Linked DNA regions of Mus musculus: region 1 is linked to region 2. Evidence: chromatin contacts called from public ChIA-PET data. All regions are on one chromosome and are shown on one strand. Each heading gives the region's core, a stretch centred on a gene start, on an enhancer-like site or on the middle of the called end of the contact. The rest is flanking DNA. Distances are from core to core; before and after follow the strand shown.

What was found. ChIA-PET counts read pairs in DNA pulled down with a chosen protein or histone mark.
Region 1: an RNA polymerase II ChIA-PET map of memory CD8 T cells shows a contact between it and region 2, with 9 read pairs. The contact joins the promoter of Pxk here to the enhancer-like site in region 2. A contact is called at or near these places in 2 of 39 promoter capture datasets (hematopoietic stem and progenitor cells and pre-B cells), 2 of 484 Hi-C or Micro-C datasets (CD4 T cells and CD8 T cells), 2 of 115 datasets of contacts at active chromatin or transcription factors (bone marrow-derived macrophages and memory CD8 T cells) and 2 of 9 other capture datasets (adipose tissue and liver).

What each region holds. Positions count from the first base shown.
Region 1 is chr14:8,096,905-8,099,604 of GRCm38.p6, reverse strand. It overlaps Pxk (PX domain containing serine/threonine kinase), which reads right to left and starts at 1,394. Exons shown (of 18, transcript NM_145458.4): 1 at 1,189-1,394. The coding sequence starts at 1,290.
Region 2 is chr14:7,772,669-7,775,368 of GRCm38.p6, reverse strand. The region is part of intron 3 of Gm10044 (ankyrin repeat domain-containing protein 30B); the gene reads left to right. Among named protein-coding and RNA genes, the nearest start is that of Gm10044, 18 kb to the left of the region's middle. Within about 2 kb of position 1,303, at least 196 of the 459 cell types and tissues checked have an H3K27ac peak or open chromatin away from gene starts, as enhancers often do. A contact at or near this core is called in CD8 T cells, adipose tissue, bone marrow-derived macrophages and 4 more, where this site is marked.

The DNA of each region.
Region 1 (2,700 bases), core at 145-2,644, 320 kb before region 2:
CACATATGAGATGCTATCAGACAGAGACCCTCCTGTCAAAGCTTGGAAGAGAGGAAATTACAGAACCATCCTGGTGTCCATACTGCCTAGGGTAATAGCTACGCAGGAAGGAAGGCTTTCTAGAGGAAGTGGTCTCTGAGCATCCATCTCTTTAGTATTAAATAGACCTAAAACACCCTATGAGGTTATAAGACTTACTTGCCAGTAATCCAGTCAAAAAACATAATTTGAAAGAATTATTATTACCTTCCATAAACATGGCCTTAAATACTCACTTTGCAACAAATTACAAGCGCAACAAACTCATAGATTTTTGGTGCCTTTCATAAGTTTCTACAATAGGACTTAGGATGTTACCTACCATTGGGAGAAAAAGTGCATTTTTTAAAAAAAGACAGTCATTTCTCTAAGTGAGAATAAATGCTTTCAACAATCCTGACCTACAAAGCAAGGCTGTCGGAGAGGTAACAGGGCTCTAAAAAGTCCTGCTTTAATACATCAGAATGAAAGATCTCTTTGACTAGCGAAGAATTTGAACATACACACACAGAAACAGAGATAAACACACAGGGAACGTCAGAAACAAGAGACAGAGACAGCGAGATGGAAAAAGAGACGGCGAGACAAAGAGACAGAGACACAGAAGGCTTTTGTGGGGCTTTAGCCTCCAGATGATGAACCCCCAAACACTGCTTGATAAACAAGACTCTGGGCTGGAATCTGATTTGCTGGCCTGACAAAACATTACAATCTCAGGAATCCCAATCCCACCCCCACCCCATTCATCATTTCCTCGATCAAGTCCTAGAGGCTACAAGCTCCCCGGTTTTTACTGGTTCCTAGGGTTTACTGCTTGTAAATTACAAGACATAGAGCACCTTTCCAAAAGGAAAAAGGGGGGGAAGTACCGGCAAATGAAAGCAAGCGTGGCTTTAAAGCCCCATAAAAGACTGCATGTGGCAGAAATGAACTCGCCTGTGCGTACTACGAGCACCGAGGGCTCCCCTAAGCCACTCCAGGGGGTCTGGGATGCGCGGGCACGCCGCCCCGGCCGCGGCCCGGCAGGAGGGAGGCAGCGGGCTCACACACCTGCCCGGCTCCGGTGCCCGCGCCCTGCCGCGCCGCGCCGCCGTCCGGCCTTCGCCCGGCCCCCGCCCTCGGCCCCGGCCTCCCGCCCCAGCCGCGCACCGTGTGCGACTGCAGACTCTGGCTCGCCTCGACGGCCGCTGTCAGCGGCACCGTGTCGTCCAGCAGCACCTTGCCAGCCGGCGGCTTCTCCATGAAGGCCATCCCGGGCCGCCGCCGCCGCTGCCTCTGAAGCCGGGGCAGGAACCGGAGGCGCCGAGCCCCGCCACCCGCCGCGTCCCGCCGCCGCTGCTGTCAACGCGCACCGCCCCGCGCCCCGCGCGCCGCCGCCGCCCGCGGGTCCTAGCGCCGGTCGTCTCTGCCTGCCGGCTGTCAACACCAGTCTGCCCGACCTCGCTGGGTCCTAGCGCCGTTCTTCACGGCAGGGTAGGTGACTGCTATCGTCGTCCCATGGTTGCAGTCAGAGGCATTATGTCCCTTGCTCTCTTGGCGCCTCCTCGCCCCCGCAGCGTATACTCAGTACTGTGAGCTCCTGGCCTCGGGCGAGGAGCACAAAACTAAACCATTACCACCACATCTCGCACTGCTTCTCTGGACTCTAACAGAACTGAGCTTTTCAGATGAACCGTTCAGAAACTCAGGCTGGTAGATTTGAGACCCTACTGCTCCTAATCACACTTTCCTGCCCAAGGACCTTAGGACTCAGGATATAACAAAAAACAACTTCAGGGTGGCTTCTCAGTCTGAGTTTATAGACCAAACTTTGTAAACCAAATCTGGATTCATGTTTTAAACCTGGATCTTCAGGAGAACCTAGGTGCCACACTCTCATAACTGGATCCCACGGGGTTTAGTTCCTAATCTTTAAACAATAAGCTTTAAGACAGAGGTGGAAAAATAAAATAAAATAACTGATGCAAAGATTTCCCTGCTTGTATGCTTGGTCCTAGCTCACAGTTGAGCTTTAAAGTCTTTGAAACCAAAGAACACTCAGATCTCTTAGACGGTGAGAATATTTGGTCGGTCCTAGAACAGGCTCCAAGAACCTCAAACTCAGAACTATCAAACTTGATGATCAACTTGTCAGTACCAAATCTACCCTGCTCACCTTAACCCAAGACCACAGCCTTCCAGGATAATAATGAAATTAAACTTAGATCAGATGACTAGGACCCTGTTGAGGGTCTGTGTGATCTTGAATAAGTCTCTCTCTCTCTTTCTCACACACACACACACACCACACACACCCTGAGACCTCACTCTTCCATTGGCAAAACTAAGTAAATGCCATGTAGAATGTGTAATAGGAATGCAATTGGACAGGAAGGAACTTTGCACATATTTAAAATCTCAAACAATATGCATTCCATCCTGACAATTCACAGAACAGAGATTTATTTCTGCTTGTTTCCACTGAATTTCTATTATTTTATTCATAGAAACCAAGCTTCTTTGTGCATCCATCACCACTGCGATGACATCATAGCAAAGGTCTAGATTGCTCTTGACGGTTATTCTCTTCAGAGTTCAGGCTTAGAGATTGCTGGGCAACCCCAAGGAGCCAAGTGACACCAGAGTGCCTTCAGGGGCCAATGCTCAGAGGAGACCTGGGGA
Region 2 (2,700 bases), core at 54-2,553:
TCCAAGTACTCTTAGCTGCTGAGCCATCTCTCCAAGCCTCAAACTCACAGTTCTTAAGTTTAGCTGGTTCAGTGGGTTTTCTGGGCAACCTGTCTGAGTGGATAACACCAACCCATCACTTAGAATGCTCCTCCAGGCTTTGTTCACATAACTCCTGCTGTATGTAGGTGATGGTGCTGAAGCAAGCCATTACCTGCTGTCCCTCAGGTGTAACAGTCGTGGTTAAGGAGTGAGAGGTTGGAAGGGATCTCCAGAGTCCATACTTGCAGCTCATCCGCTCCCCTCCACTATGGGTAGTGGCACGCGTTGTTCATGCATTTCAAAGGCCACCTTCACTGATTTACTATCCCAGGATCCCAGTGAGCAATTGTGAAAGACCACGAGGAAAGACTGATGTAGAGCAGAAGGGTGAGGTTCCTTTTATTCCACAATCTCTTTAATGTCGCAGTCTCTAAATCTGACTATTAATGTAAAATCTAGACTGGAGAGGATATACTCTGTCCTTATTATTTCTTCACATCACTAAGGAAGTGAATGTGTTAGGTAGCAAAACAAACAGACAAACAATAAAAAAAACCAGGGCAGTTTAGTTTAGTTTAGTTTAGTTTAGTTTAGTTTAGTTTAGTTTAGTTTAGTTTTGAGACAAGGTTTCTCTGTGTAGCCCTGGCTGTTATGGGACTCACACAGATCAGTCTACCTCTGCTTTCCGAGTGCTTGAATTAAAGGTGTGTCCACCACTGCTTAGCAGCAAAGGGCAAAATTTTAAAAGCCAGACAGAGCATGTCCCCTTAAGATTTCTGAAAATTCTGGGTCTCTTACTCAAACAGAAGTGAAGCAGAGCTTACAAAATGTCAGTGGTCTGTACTGATAAAACACAAATATTTGTGGACCATGGCACTGACTAGTAATAAAACAAACGAATCTATAAAACTCCCTTTTAATGAACAATAACACAGCCTGAATTTCTTAAAGGTTGAAGAAGAGAGGAAGTACGGACTCCAGGAGCCGAATGTAGCAGTGGAGAACTCTGACGACAGAACAGCTTGTGCTGTTGCCTCTGCTGCTGCTGCTGCTGCGGTTTCAGCTTCTACTTATGCGGAATCTGCTTCCACTTCTGCTTCTGCTGCTTCCAATATTGCTTCTGCTGCTTTTGCTTCTGCTTCGGCAGCTTCCACTTCCGCATCTGTTGCGTTTGCTTCTGCGTCTGCAGCTTCCACTTCCGCTGCTTCCGCCTCTGCTTCTGCTTCTGCTTCTGATGCTTCGGCGGCTGCGGCAGCTGCTTCCGCTTCCGCCTCTGACGCCTCCGCTGCTGCTGCTGCTGCGGCAGCTGCTTCTGCTGTGGCCTCCTCCAACGCTACTGTTAATGCTGTGGTGGCTGCTGCTGTCACTGCTGCTTTCGCAGCGGTTACTGCTACTGCTGACATCAAAGGCAGTGAACCAACTCCTCAAAGGCACAGTGGGGCTACTAATGACAAGGATTTCGCACTTAAGGCAAAAGAAGAACATGATAAGTAAGACCATGACATTAGTATAAATAGATAATCAATTTTGACTGACAAAACAGACTCTCATTTTGGCTAACATTCATGATGATCACATTGCTCTGTCCTTTGTATAGCAATAGACAGACATTACCCACTCTCAGAAACGTTTAATAGTTTGATCCTATTTTCTAGTTATATTGAAAACAATGTTATATAAACATAACCATTGTAGCTGGCAAACACTAGGGAAGCCTTGTTTGTGGTTAATGAATTCAATGACACAAAAGTCAGACAGTTATTCCTGATCTAGAACCCAAACCCACTCACTCCATTTCTTTCTTTCTTCCTTTTTTTTTTTTTTTTTTTGTTATTTTTTTTTTTTTATTTTTCCAGACAGGCTTTGTCCTGGAACTCACTTTGTAGACCAGGCTGGCCTCGAGCTCAGAAATTTGCCTGCCTCTGCCTCCCCAGTTGCTGGGATTAAAGGCATGTGCCACCACCGCCCGGCCTCACTCCATTTCTACTCAGAGTATCGGCCACAGTACCTCATGAGACACACAGATTAGCCTCCTGCTTTATCTCTGACTTGAACTAGGATTTTTCTGTCCTTGTCACTCTATCCCGGCCACACTGAACACTCAGGCATCTCTCTGAACTTGCAAGGTTTCTATGTCACAGTTGCCTGCCATGTTCTATTGTCTTCTTAGTTCTTGCTTACAAGCCATACTCTCCACATAGCCACTTGGTCCTGCGGGACCGTGCTCCTTCCACGGCATCCTTAACAGTACATAAAAGTTTGTTTTCCTCCTCCAACATACTATATGTCTGTCTTTCTGTCTCATTTATTGTTATTCCATGTGTACTTCAGTATCAGAGTAGTCTTTTCTCTGCTTACCACTGTAACCTCATTGGTTAGATAGTGGGCTAGCATACAGTAAGAAGCTACTCAATGTATATTTGTTGTATGAGCAAATGAAGTTTACCCTGAGTGTTGTTTTAAACATTAAAGTAAATTTCACTTTTAAAAAGTTTGATGTGCATCAGTTCTCAGGACTTTCATTTATTATCATTGTTAAAAAATTTCTGAAGCTGGGCATGGTGGCGCATGCCTTTAATCCCAGCACTCGAGGTAGAGGCAGGCGGATTTCTGAGTTCGAGGCCAGCCTGGTCTACAGAGTGAGTTCCAGGACAGCCAGGGCTACACAGAGAAACCCTG